Regions from separate parts of the Mus musculus genome. Here regions 2 and 3 are each linked to region 1. Evidence: chromatin contacts called from public Hi-C data. All regions are on one chromosome and are shown on one strand. Each heading gives the region's core, a stretch centred on a gene start, on an enhancer-like site or on the middle of the called end of the contact. The rest is flanking DNA. Distances are from core to core; before and after follow the strand shown. Region 1 has its middle 48 kb from the start of Gm11217. Region 2 overlaps 8030451A03Rik (a long non-coding RNA gene). Region 3 overlaps 8030451A03Rik (a long non-coding RNA gene).

Region 1 (4,360 bases), core at 568-3,067:
ATATAGTTCTGGGAACTAGTAGGTCTATCAAGGTACCAGAAACTTCTGGTAAGGGTTTGCTTAGGGTTCAAAGGTGATTGCTTGCTTTGTCATCATTACAGGGTATAAGCAAGAGTGGAACAACCATCTCTCTAAGGTCTTCTCAGAGCACTCATATACTGGATGCAGCCTTTACTCCCAAGACCTAATTACCTCTTAAAGGCCTTGTCCTTTAACATCAACATGTTATGTGTAATATTTTCTAGGCGTGAATTTTTAAAGGAACATAAAGGTTTAATTCCCATCGAATGGAGATGATTTTATGTACCATCTTGACTAGGCTATATTGTCTAGTTTAATCATCGGGATGTTGCTGTGAATATATTTTGTAGACTTGATTAGAGTTTGCAGTCCATTACTTTACTTATAAGACATCATCACCCTTAGCAGTTTGTCTCATCTAATCAGATGAAGGCTGTAAAGTATCTCAAGAAAGAGTGTATTCTGTCTCAACACATTAATGGAGAAAATGTGCCTGAACTTTGGGACTGCTTGCTTGTTTTACACATATCAATCTCCTTAGCTCTTCTAACAGGAAGAATACCTTTTTTTAAAAAAAATTGCATGTAAGTATGTATGTGCATATGTGTACATAGTGTGTGTATGCATATGTGTACATGGTGTGCATATGTGCATATATATACCTGTGCTTGCCTCTGTGTATGTGTGTGTGTGTATGTGGTGTATATGTGCATTGTGTGTGTGTGTGTGTGTATGTATTATGCTTGTGTGTAATTTTTGTTTCTGTAGAGAATCTTAATTGGCACAGAGAAGAGTGCAACTTGACAAGAAATGATGTTTTTGCTGATAGTTTCATGTCAACTTGTCTTTTTTTTTTTCATGTCAACTTGTCTTAACTAAGAGGAGGAAATCTCAATTAAGAAAATATGTCCTTAAGATTGAGCTTTGTAAAAGCCTGTAAGGCATTTGTTAAATTAGTAGTTGATGGAGGAGGACCTAGCCCATTGTGGGTGGAGCCTCTCCTTGTCTATTGGTCCTGGGTTCTATAAGAAATCAGGTTGAGGAAGCCATAAGAATCAAGCCAGTAAGCATCCCTCCTCCATGGGCTCTCCATCAGCTCCCTCTTCCAGGTTCTGTGTGAGTTCCTGTCCTCATTGCTCTTGATGATAAACTGTTATATGATAATATGAGCAAAATCCACCTCCATGTTACTATTCGTCTTGGGGTTTCATCACAGCAGTATTAACCTTAACTAAGACAATGTCATTAGTTTACATGAGAGTAGCTGTTGGAACAAAAGAAGCTTATAAACCTAGATGTGATATGGACAAACCAGGAGTTCAGGAGAAGAAAGTTTTCAGTTTTGATGTGGAATTTCGTGCTTCAGGAACAAGTGGTACAAAAATGTGTATGTATTAAAAGAAAAATTCAGAGAAATGGAGTCAGCATTATTTCCAATGTGCAAGAGATATTTTGGACATTTTGTGTGTCTAAAGGGAGCACTCTGACACATGTACCTGTCAGCATTTAGCAGTGACCTGAGGCTGCAACTGAGCAAAATACTTGTGACAGCAAACAGAAAGAGCTGGTCTTTTGTTTATTTTTTGTTGTTTTGTGAAGATAGGCCGATTATTTGAGCTAAGTGTCCTGGGCGTTCCTGAATAGGTTATGGATTTGTAGAGAAAGGAGGAGAAGGATCTTAGATAAAAGCAGAGGATCAGGCCAAGGCAAAGTGAGCAGTAATTAGTCACTGGTCATAACTAACCATGACTCAGACCTTCAGTGTGATAAATGGAGGCCTCACCACCAGGAGTGTGGAGGAATTATTAATGCATGTGTGTGTGATGAGACACTGGGTTATGGAAACCACACTAGAAGCTCCATTGTAATAGTTCAACAACTTTAACCCCAGTTTCCACCCAGCTGTACTCACTAGTCACAGGAGTCACTCAGAGGAGAAACATGAATCCTGACTCCAAGGAAGTATTTGACCCTGTGTTCTAATAGCACTCAGAATTTAACTCTGTATCATCATTCGTCACTGGAATGACGTAACTATGTTCTATATTTAGTCTTCAAGGACGTACTTGATCCTACAATGAGCCATTTCCTGAACTTCACATGGGGCAATACATTAGTGAACAAAAATAAGATTAAATCATTCGTCTTAGTGGGGTGCCATAAAATATGTTATTGACTTACGTTAATATGGGTAGTGATATTCTAGTGTGAAAATAGTAAAAGCTACTGCACTCACCAACCAGGAAGGCACAGTAACTGACATGCCACAATCAGCAACTCAGAGTCTCAGGATTTTTACCAAGCTAATGCTCACTTAAGGCCAATGAGATCTCTCTATTCTGTGATTTTCATTAACTCTCTCATCTCGAGCTCCAGACTATGGAGTAACCAATGTCTGCAAGATTGCTGATAACCACAACGTTAGGGGAATTAAAGGGATGCCTGTGTGTCTTACCAAGACAATGCAAAGTTCAGCTACGTGTTGCACTCAGTTGAGCTCTTGGATTAACTTATATACAGAATTAGAGACAGTCACATGTGTACAGTGTTTAAAACCCATAAACTTGACAGGTACAAACAGGCTGCTTAGGTCATATAAAGATATTTGTGTTTTCCTATGTTTAATATGGAAAATGACTAGAGGGTGTGCACATAAGAATGAGTGAATGATGACACGTAGTCTTGTTGAGATATGGTCTCCATGATTTATATTGTGCATGCCCATCCAAAAATTATGACAATAACACTGCTTTGGTATAAAGATAAACTGAAAAATATGTATTATATTTAGAATGAAGAAAACAATAAAGATTCTTGGAGTTTCCTGTCTATTTGTTTCCTCAAATAAGGAAGGATTTCTCCCAAAGTCAGAAACATACGTAGTTCATCACTGAATTCTCAAAGCTAAATGCCTAAATGCAAGGGTTGACCCAATTTTGGATTTTCATATGTATATGTAGTCCTCCAAAAGATGGCTGATAGGAGGGGAAGTATGCCACGGGCATCTGCATATCTCCGCCAAAGAATTCATATTTTCCTCAAAGAAACTGAACTGTCACCTTTAATATAAATGGCTATCACTGAAATTTATATGCCATAGTTAATAATAATGGCATTTCAACTTCTGAGTCTGGTAGAAGCATGTTTTCTGTGGTTCCATGGCTTGAGGGCAGTGTTTGGAATAGAGTTAGCTGTCACCTCCTATTCACTAGCTATGATCTACTCACAGCTGACACATTCATCAACCACATAGACGCCTTGCTTAAAAAGATAGGCAGGTCAAAGTTTTACTGGCAATAGTTGCAATAACTAGGGATAGAGTTACAAGAAATTTGGAAAATCTTGCTCTGAGAGTCTGTCATCACAATGATTAGAGTCTCCACAAGGCACCTTATTTAAGAGTGGGTAAGCTATAATCTTATATACTTCTATTGAAACATGTATCTCACCCTACTGTATAACCCTTTCCATCTTAGTCCTTCAGTAACAGTAACTTTTACCCACTCAATATGATCTTCAACCCTTATCCTCTGTTTTTAAGGAACATCGGTTTTTCGTACAGTTGGGGGTATTCAATTAGTGGCTATGAATTTCTAAAAGGATATGGTATATCAAGTACTTCAGCGTTTGCTCAAGACTGTGCCAGAATTACTCCCCCCGCCCCCACATACACACACCCTTCCTGTATATAGTATTCTCTTGCTTCTTTGCTGTGATACAAGCTGAACCTAAGGCTTTATGTATGTTAGGTAAGCATCCACTATCCAGCTATGTCTTTAGTCCTATATCCTGTTTTATTATTGAACTATCTTCTCCTAATTGTTCACCATTCTCCTCTGTTCCCTTTAAACTTCTGTTCTTTCTCCTCTTTTCTCCCCACTCCCCTTCTATCCATTTCTTCCTCTCCCCTCCTCTTTCTTCTCTTTCTCTTTTCTTTCCTCCTTTCTTTCCCTCCTCTTCTACCCTCTTCTCTTCCCCTCCTCTTCCCCTCCTTTTTTCTTTCTCCTCATCCTGTTCCTTCTTCTCTTCCATTTTTTTCTCTTTCTCCTCCTCCATCTTCTTGTCTCCTTACTCTTGGCAAAACTTTATCCTTCATTAGGGAAGTCAAGACCAGAAAATATTAAACCTTTCTAGAAAATGACCTAGAGTCAGCTTTAAAATTTTTGTACTCCATAATAGAGTTCTAAAGAACATTCACCCACAATAGATTTCTAGGTACCTAAAAGGAGAGGAGACCCATCCACATATGAAATTGTCATTCTCAGCCTTATCTTGACACCCCAGGTCAGATTTTGTAAATAGGCTCTGAAAGTTGATATGTTCACATGATTCTTTTTTT
Region 2 (4,566 bases), core at 1,705-4,204, 230 kb before region 1:
TACACCCATAACTCAACAAAATGACTGCCTATGCATGAGCTGAACAAGGACAATAATAGGCATGGTAACCTGAATAGGGAAAAGCTCATGATGATTTAATCCTACACTAAGAACTACAGGGATGCTAAGAGCTAGAGAAGTAATCCCCAAGGAAGAACACACCAATTGGTTATCTAATACCCAATGGTTAGCCTGAAAACATACATACAAATAACGTTATACAGACTGAGAGGATTGTATTTTTGTATTAGGTACATACACACACACACATATATATATACATATATATACACATACATACACACATATATATACCATATATATATATATACATACATATACATATATATATATATATATACACACACACACATATATATCAACAATAGAAAAATTTTAATTAAATAATTAAAAGAGAAAGTCTCCAACTTTGCTGTAGCCCTGGGAATTGCTTTTTTGGTTCTTGCCCACAGGGCTTTAGAATGAGCCGGGACCTATGTTCTTGCCTTGTCATATCTCCTGTGTTATTTCCCTATGTAGCCTGACAGGTCCTTGACTCAGTTCTATATCTGTGTCTTTGTTTCCTTCAGCCAGACAATTTGTATGTGAATGTCCTATCCATGCCAATGGTAGGGTTATTAGGAAGAGAGACCTTTGAAAATTATTTAATGATCCCAATGCAGTCATGAGAGTGGAGCCCATATTAATGGATTAGTGCCCTCATTGAAGACTGGAGAGAGAGAGTTTCCTCTTTCATCTGCTGGTATGTGAAGGCAATGAAGGAATGGTCATGTGTAAACAAGAAAGGATTGCTCATCAGATACTGGATCCTAGAGTCTTTCATCTCGGACACCTTAGTAATGTAATGTTTGTTGCATATTAAACCAACTTTTGTTTCAGCAACTTGAGTGAACTAAGACATTCAGGGGATTCATTGTAGCCTCCTGGCAGTCTACTAACATCCTGCCATCTGTCTGAGACAATGAGAGATACTGAATTCAGCATGGTTTATAACTAGTATGCATAGCTTTAAGGGGAAGTTAACACTCACTATTTGGCTGTGTTTTCCCTTTTACCCGTGCCCTTTTGAATTCACCTCCTGCCCTCCTATGACTCTAGGTACCCTTATGGTTCATCATTATTCTCTCATGGATGAGAAACCTTTGTATTCTCAGTTGTCTTTCCCTGGGCCTTTCTCCACTGTTCCCAGTGTACTATGAATCATTGTTCAATATTTCTCTCTCTCTCTCTCTCTCTCTCTCTCTCTCTCTCTCTCTCTCCCTCCCTCCCTCTCTCTCTCTACCTCCTCTGTCAGTCTTTAGCTTTAATTAATTTACCAGATAAATTTATCAGAAATGGGGCTTTAGACAAATTTAATGTTTGGAGACTGTTTTTAGAAGCTGTTTCCAGGACAGGCAGGTGTTGGTAGAGGACAACAGGAGGTGGAAGGAACTGTCTGAGCAGACTGTCTATACCCTAGTGGGGGCCACTGAGCCTGAGTGCATCGAGCAGCTTTATGAGTAAGATCCAAGTGGGAGTTGGGGAGAAGACTCCCAATGGTGGAAAACTTGACTCACTTGAAAACTTGCCCACAAGCCTGTCCTGGAAGGAAGAAATAAAAGGTGATCTCATCAGACTTCCCCCTCCCCAGCTCTCATCCATGTATGTATTTACTTCCCTCTTTCACTTTTCACCCTACAAAGAACATTCATTAGTGGCTCAACAGCCTTGGATGTTAATCCCAGCAAAGCTCTCTCATTTACCAGCAAGTAAGACCATCCATGAGTCTGAGGCTTAGCAAGAACCTGCCAAATCCCATCACATGAACATGGCTCAGGTCTTCTGACACTCGAAGCAGCTTCTCAATCCCCTATCGTGTCTCCAATGCAAAATATATTCAGACGCCCTAGAGATATATCTGTGACTTCATGCCTCTAAGAATTCAACAAGTCTTTTCTGGTGACTTTTCCCATGAAGCTTTACAGTCCTAGGTCCTGGTAGATCTTGTGGCATTCTTCACACCAATAACATGTCAAAAACCTCTCTGTGATCCTGCAATGGAAACAGAAAACCAAGACCTAGGCCAGAGAAACACAAGTAGGAAAATACATGCATCCACATGATCGATACAGTTCAGCCTTACATATGCTTCTGTTTCCTAGAATCCAAAGAAATACAGGGAAGCAGATTTAGTCACTTGTTTCTAGGAAAATAGAAAATAGAAAGATATTTGTGTGAGTGTGCATGTGTGTGTGTGTGTGTGTGTGTGTGTATGTGTGTGTGTGTGTGTGTGTGTGTGTGTGTGTGTGTGTATGTATGTCGGAGAGAGGGACAGAGACAGAGATAGGGAGACAGGGAGAAATAGAGAGACAGACAGGGAGACAGACAGGGAGATGGGGAGAGAGATATATAACCCCCAAATATTCTGGAGACAGAAAATTTACAAGATCAAAGCCAACTTCTTGCATCAGGGGAAGGTGATTCTTTTACAAGGACAAATAATGAATAATGCCCTTCAAACCAGCAAGGTCTAGATAACAGAAGTCCAAACCCTACCTTCATCAAAATAACTGATAATGTCATTTCTGAGTCAGTTTGCTTGGAAGTAAGAGACATGTAGAGCAAACCTCCACTTTCATACACCAAAAATGTACTATAGCATCACTAGCACTATAGGAAAACTATTTCTAGTTCTGGTAATTAATTAATTATTATTTTTTGTTATATGTAGAGGTTCAGACTCCCAGCTGCAATGAGAGGAAGACAGATGTAACAGACCAATGTTGGTAGAGCCAAATGCAAATTTTTCCCACAGTATTTTTCCCGTTGAATAACTGGGTCTCCCTCTGAGCAGATGCTTGTATGCCTTAATGACTCGCTTATGAGGTCCTCATCCCACTGCAGTTTGAAGACAGGAAGCCTGGCATGAGGCCTGGAGCTGGTGACACAGTGGCTTCTTGCCCGCTTTTCTAAAGTTGCCCCAGTGGGCACATCTGTGCCCCAAATTTGCCCGCTCTGTCAGAAGACAATGAAGGCTTGTTCCCAGTATCTGAAATGATGACTTCATAGTCCTTTTTAAAGCTGGCAGGGAGAGATAGAGAATTAATGTAGTTAAAAATGCACACTGCAAAGATTGAGTTTCACATTGGGTAAAGAACGGGAGTACTTCCTATCTGGGAAACTATAAAATCTAACACAGTAACTACCTTGACAGCAGTGCCCCAGTTTCCTTCCATTAAGCTCATTTAAAAGACAATCATGAGTGTGTAGCCCATTGGGTTGACATGTGTAGACTCATTCTTTTCTTCCTGTGTTGAAAGTATGATACAGAACAGTAACCTTTAACATTTTTTGATAATGACCCATATACACAGGTACATTTTGTATTGTGACTCTGAACACACACTGAAAAAATGATTTTATGAAAATACCATGTGTAATATGCACAATTCACATTTGTTAGATTATCTCATTGACAAACACCTTCTTGTGATTCCTTGAGTTGATTCTATGAATCCCAAACAAGCTGTAACCTATAGTTAGAAGACACAGGTTTCAAGAAAGAACATAGGACTTCGATGTCCAGGCTCAACTCCTAACTGCTCAACTTTAGTGGCTGCATGAAGTTTTTTTGAGCCGTAGTATGTCAGTCAGCATGGGCTAGGTTATGCTTTAGTAATGAACAGTCCGGCCATTTCAGAGACTTAAAATAACTAGAGTTCACTTCATACTCATCCTGTTTGAGGCTCATGTTTTTGTAACGACTCACACATCCAGAATGCAGGTGCTGTCAGGATAGCATCCTTACTTCCCGATCTACTGACAGAGCAATTTGACTCCCAGCTGTGTCATGGGATTTTCTTTTGGGCATAGGATTCATGCAGCAACCTGGTGTTGAGAAGATCTCTGTGCTTGACTCGATGTTCTACTATCACAGTCTTGAAATAATGATCTTGGAACAAGACATCTTAGGTTTTAATTTTGTAAGAATTTTGCATTTTAATTTTGGACCAGGACCCCAAATTATGTAGCTAGTATGTAGACCACTATTTTAAAATATAAATACTCCAAGGAGTTACAGAGAAAAAGTTTGGAGCTGAGACAAAAGGATGGACCATCTAGAGACTGCCATATCTGGGGATCCATCCCATAATCAGCTTCCAAACGCTGACACCATTGCATACACTAGCAAGATTTTGCTGAAAGGACCCTGATATAGCTGTCTCTTATGAGACAATGCCGGGGCCTAGCAAACACAGAAGTGGATGCTCACAGTCAGCTATTGGATGGATCACAGGGCCCCCAATGGAGGAGCTAGAGAAAGTACCCAAGGAGCTGAAGGGATCTGCAGTTGTATAGGTGGGACAACAATATGAACTAAACAATACCCCCCACCCCCCCTGGAGCTTGTGTCTCTAGCTGCATATGAATCAGAAGATGGCCTAGTCGGCCATCAGTGGAAAGAGAGGCCCATTGTTCTGTTCGTGCAAACTTTATATGCCTCAGTACAGGGGAACGCCAGGGCCAAGAAGTGGGAGTGGGTGGGTAGGGGAGTGGGTAGGGAAG
Region 3 (4,492 bases), core at 271-2,770, 250 kb before region 1:
CAAAGCTTGCATTGTTGAGGATTGCCCTCTTTGGGGAAGACATCTTATTCCCCAAGACTCTCCTCTGTAGTTTCAACTGTGACAAGCTTGGAGACAACGTAGCTATTCTTTTCCAAGAGTCTCCAAAGCAACACCCATTTTTTTGTCCATCCTGTTTGATAAACATGTACTGTTGTTATGCTATTCTCAATGTCATTCAAAGTTTGTCAGATGACTCAATTTAACAGAGTATAACTCCTTACTCATCTTTACTGGAGGTCCATGCTCAGTGGGTTTGGGACTCCAAAGTAAAGTAAAATGAATAAACCAGGGGAAAGAAGCTTATGCAACTGTCTAGTTGCACTGTGTATAAGTACTGTTCATCCCATTGCTCAGTTCATTTTCTTCACACTTGTTTCACTAGAGAGACAGTTATTTTTGCTTATTGATCAATTGCTTGTCTCTTGTAGAAGACACGGGCTCCACAATATAGTGATATTCTTTAGTTCATGATTCATCATATGTCTTTAGAATATCTCCTGGTACCTTGGATGGGGTTGATGTGCATTGCAGAATGAATGACGTTGATGAGCAACTCCTGTGTTATGCAATTTCAAGCCTGTGTACTTGATGCATAACCTGAAATAAATAAATATTGTATTCATTTATGGCTAAGAACATTGAGAGTCACAGAGCAAGCAGTACATCTAGACCCATTCATCTGATAATGGGTTGATCTGGGATTTTCATTTTGGCTTGGTGTATTCCAATCTTATCTCATAGATGAACAGGACTCTTGATTATTCAAAGTCTAAAATATTGGAACATTTTTTAAACATGAAGACTGATCATTGACATGCCAAGGTAAACATGATACAACCAACAGATGCATACATTCTGTCCCTAGTCCAAAGAAACAAACCTCCAAATTACTAGTATGTATAACTTTTCATTTATCTGGTTAGAGTCAGTATAGCTAAGATTTGTACATTTGTTCACATTTAGAGCTCTTTGAACAGAATAATAAGGAAAAATCTAAAAGAATTTTAATTTTATATCAAGAAAAAGTAGGACTGGAGACTAAAATTTAACATGGTTATGTTGTGCCTACAGATTATTTTACATGAATAATTTTTCTTAGTTCTTATGACAGCAATTTTTTTCTTGTACTTTTTAATCTGAAGTAGGAATTTTGAAGCTCAGCTTGATGAATCCATACCTTAGATTGGAACAATGTTTGAATTTATGCCAATATTGCTGAAGAATTTCTCTTTTTCCTGTCCCAGTGCATATGCTGGTCAGGACTGTGGTCTCAATGACCTCATACCATCACAGACATGGAGTGTGCTGCACCATGGCTGAGAGACAGCCTCCCTTACAGCCTAGACAGCTCAAGAACTAGCTTGGGGTTTGGCATCACGCCTGGTATGAGTCTATCCTTTAGTTGTTTCTTTCTATTGTTGGCCAACCCCCCAGGAAGGCTCGTCTCTTCTGTGCAATTCAACTGAAATGAGAAGTTACCACAAGGATTCTGGAAGCCCGCACTCCATGCTGAGATTTTTTTTTTCTTCCCTGAGAACTGGCTGCATAGTAATGTTCTGCGTCAGTCCTTCCAGATCCCAACTCAAAGATTCACAAACACTGGCTCCCCTGAGCATTGGGCTGCTGGTTATGATGAAATGTTAGCACAGAAGAGCTTTCTTTTTCTATTTTGGGTTTCGAATCAGGACAGCATGGTTACAGGATGATTTATGCACTTTGAGAACTTTAAAATGTTTTGTTGCTATGCCTTCCCCCAGGCATTTCTCTTATCACTTGGACTCAGCTTGATGCCTCTCTGGAATCCGCTTGTTCCCCTATCATCTGTGCAACACCAAACACATGTCTTCAATCTGAAATCAGAAAACTGAAAATTGGAAGCAATTGATTCTAGAAAGATCCCAAACAGACTGCCATTTGGGCATAATAAGCCCCAAAGAGGTGGCATTTGTAGTATTTGGGGATGGAAATATCCATCTGTAGTTGCAGCTAGTTCCCCCCCTCCCCCGTCCCATCCTGACTCTTAAAAAATGAAAAAGTTAGAAAGCAAGGAAAGGGTTTCCCTAATGGAATTGCTATTTACTGGATGACTATTATGCATGCCCTCATTTGGCCTATGACTGCTATTTCCTCTATGGTGGACACAGCGATGGATGTGAAGAAGGTACTGGCAGGTCACATAAAACCCCATCCTCAAAGAGCTCATGGTTCATTGCACTGGTTGGCTGAGGCACGTGTCTTGCACACTTCTCTGTCCGCTGATTGTGCTTCTCTCTTGTGTGCCATCATTGCTGGTCTTTTTCCCGGTTACTGATGATCACCTCATTTCGAGATCTCCTGTGCTCCTGCCTGCGCTCTTCTCCCATGGTTAAATATGTTCTTTACACTTTTACCCTACACAACTTCCAACTCTTTCTCTAACTTTCTCATGATTCCAGTCCAAACAGGACATCCAATCTCCAAGACATCTCCCTCCCACACAAAATTAGTACTCTTATGTGTTCTTGGATGACTCTTTGTTTCATGACATTTGTCATGTACTACTGTAGCCAGCTATACCTTTATCCACTTTTTTCTTCTGTCAGCTTCTGAAGAAAAAGGGTGAAATAATCATGTTGACAGATATGTACCAAATGTATGGCTAATGTTGGCTGTTTAATAGCTATTCTTGGCACATAGAAATGGTCTGTCCAACAGACAAGTAAAATTAACTTAAATAATGTCACAGGGACTCTTCATGTTATGTATTTTTTGGGACAACCTCTCACATAGCTTAGGCTGGCCTTGAACTTGCTATGGACTTAGCTTCTGAACCTGTAAGCTAGCCCCAATCAAATGTTATCCGTATAAGTTACCTTGGTCATTTTGTCTGTTCATAGCAGTAAAACCCTAATCAAGACAGTGGGATTGGATTGACCTTTGCATACTATCTACTTGAAAATCTTTTTGAATCACATCTAAATTTTCAAGTACTCCACCACACAATTATAGGATCTACCAGATTGAAATTTCCCCATTGGCCCTCTGATTAGATTTGGAGTCCATGCTTCATCCTGTGATCTTCTGGGCTTTGTCTCAGACTGCTGGATGATGTTGCTCTCACAGCTGTTGGAAGTGACCCATTGATGCAGTTGGCAACAGTTGCTCAGCATCTGATCAGAAAGACCAAATGGGGTGAAAAAAATGGAAATCATGGTGAGTAAGTGACTGACCTCATTCTGTAGGAATTCTTTCTGGAAAGGCAGCAAGAGAAAGTTGTGACAGGCAGTAAGTCATCTCTAAGAATGTTTACTGTGGAATTCTAGCAAAAGAAAAGGCTTGAGAGACTTCCTGGATGACACACATCTTTGCTCAGAGACACCAAAGCAGAGTACTGGAAAACTTCAGCCTAGAGCGAGAGGCTGTCCACTCCTGTGTTAAGGGCGGCTGAAGCAGCAGCAGCATTTGAGATGCCCACATTGCTAGGGTGGTGTTTGTAAGATAATTTTCTAAAGCTTGAGTTGGCTTGGCTGAAAAGACCAGCCATGAGACACATGAGGGAGGAATTCTTTCTAAGCATATGACAAGGAATTATTATTAATATCTTATAGGGTCTTTCATAGCTGGGGAGATTTTCTGAAGCTATTTAAATTTAAGTTATAGGTGGAAATTCAACTGTATGTGACCCTAACTCACACAGTTGTCTTTCTGAAGAACAGGGATATTCCATGTATACACTTTTCTCCTCCATTGCATTATCTACATCTACGTGTGTAGAATCCTGGTGCATGAAGCTTGGAAGAAATTTTAAGCATCCCACTGTAATAAGAACTGTTGTTGTACTATTTGGAATGGACCAAGAGAAGCACATACAAAGGCTAGTCCCAGAATAGAACTTGGCTGAAAAGAGTTTGCAATATCCCCAATTAGGTCTGTCACTCTGAGTAGATACCAAGTTCATTTTACTGGTTGATCAAAAGCAAAGCTGTACCTCCATTTGAAGAACTACAGGAAACCAATAGCTGCTGAGAGAGGAGGAACGAGTTTTCTCTAGGAATAACCTCCTTGATGGGTTATTCAATCTGAAGTAGTTAGCACTAAATACATGTGCATCCCAATAACACTACATGGACTCAATAGTGTGTGTACCTGTGGTTATAAATTACAGTTAAAAAAGAAGAAATCGTGAAATTGAGAAGTAAGGATAACATAAGACAAGTTGGAGCATGGGAGGAAGATAATTATGCAAACTGTTCTGATATATAAATCTTCAAAACAAATAAAAATGTAATGTGTTATAACACTTTCTCTTTTCTTTTCCAGAAGAATAAATTCTATCTCCTAGTAATCCACCTTGCAATCAACTCTTGATTTCCTGGCTATCAGAATTTGACTTCTACAGTCAGTTCATACAACAGTGTGATCTGAGGTATGAGGAATGCAAACATAGAACAGTCCTGGGTTGTGAACTATGGGAACTCATCTACAAGCTAGA

Evidence for each region. Hi-C and Micro-C count contacts between places; a contact is called where the count stands out from the background.
Region 2: a Hi-C map of the C2C12 cell line shows a contact between it and region 1, with 2.9 times the contacts expected there. The contact joins two enhancer-like sites. A contact is called at or near these places in 2 of 484 Hi-C or Micro-C datasets (the C2C12 cell line and muscle stem cells) and 1 of 115 datasets of contacts at active chromatin or transcription factors (embryonic fibroblasts).
Region 3: a Hi-C map of adipose-derived mesenchymal stem cells shows a contact between it and region 1, with 3 times the contacts expected there. The contact joins two enhancer-like sites. A contact is called at or near these places in 1 of 15 datasets of contacts at CTCF or cohesin (the NIH/3T3 cell line), 8 of 484 Hi-C or Micro-C datasets (the C2C12 cell line, adipose-derived mesenchymal stem cells, embryonic fibroblasts and 3 more) and 3 of 115 datasets of contacts at active chromatin or transcription factors (the NIH/3T3 cell line, a colorectal cancer cell line and embryonic fibroblasts).

Annotation. Positions count from the first base shown.
Region 1 is chr4:64,322,679-64,327,038 of GRCm38.p6, forward strand. No RefSeq gene overlaps it. Among named protein-coding and RNA genes, the nearest start is that of Gm11217, 48 kb to the left of the region's middle. Within about 2 kb of position 1,818, at least 24 of the 459 cell types and tissues checked have an H3K27ac peak or open chromatin away from gene starts, as enhancers often do. A contact at or near this core is called in the C2C12 cell line, adipose-derived mesenchymal stem cells and pancreatic cancer cells, where this site is marked.
Region 2 is chr4:64,091,442-64,096,007 of GRCm38.p6, forward strand. The region is part of intron 5 of 8030451A03Rik (a long non-coding RNA gene); the gene reads left to right. Among named protein-coding and RNA genes, the nearest start is that of Tnc, 47 kb to the left of the region's middle. Within about 2 kb of position 2,955, at least 20 of the 459 cell types and tissues checked have an H3K27ac peak or open chromatin away from gene starts, as enhancers often do. A contact at or near this core is called in the C2C12 cell line, where this site is marked.
Region 3 is chr4:64,075,046-64,079,537 of GRCm38.p6, forward strand. It overlaps 8030451A03Rik (a long non-coding RNA gene), which reads left to right. Exons shown (of 12, transcript XR_881356.2): 5 at 4,321-4,426. Among named protein-coding and RNA genes, the nearest start is that of Tnc, 30 kb to the left of the region's middle. Within about 2 kb of position 1,521, at least 68 of the 459 cell types and tissues checked have an H3K27ac peak or open chromatin away from gene starts, as enhancers often do. A contact at or near this core is called in the C2C12 cell line, adipose-derived mesenchymal stem cells and pancreatic cancer cells, where this site is marked.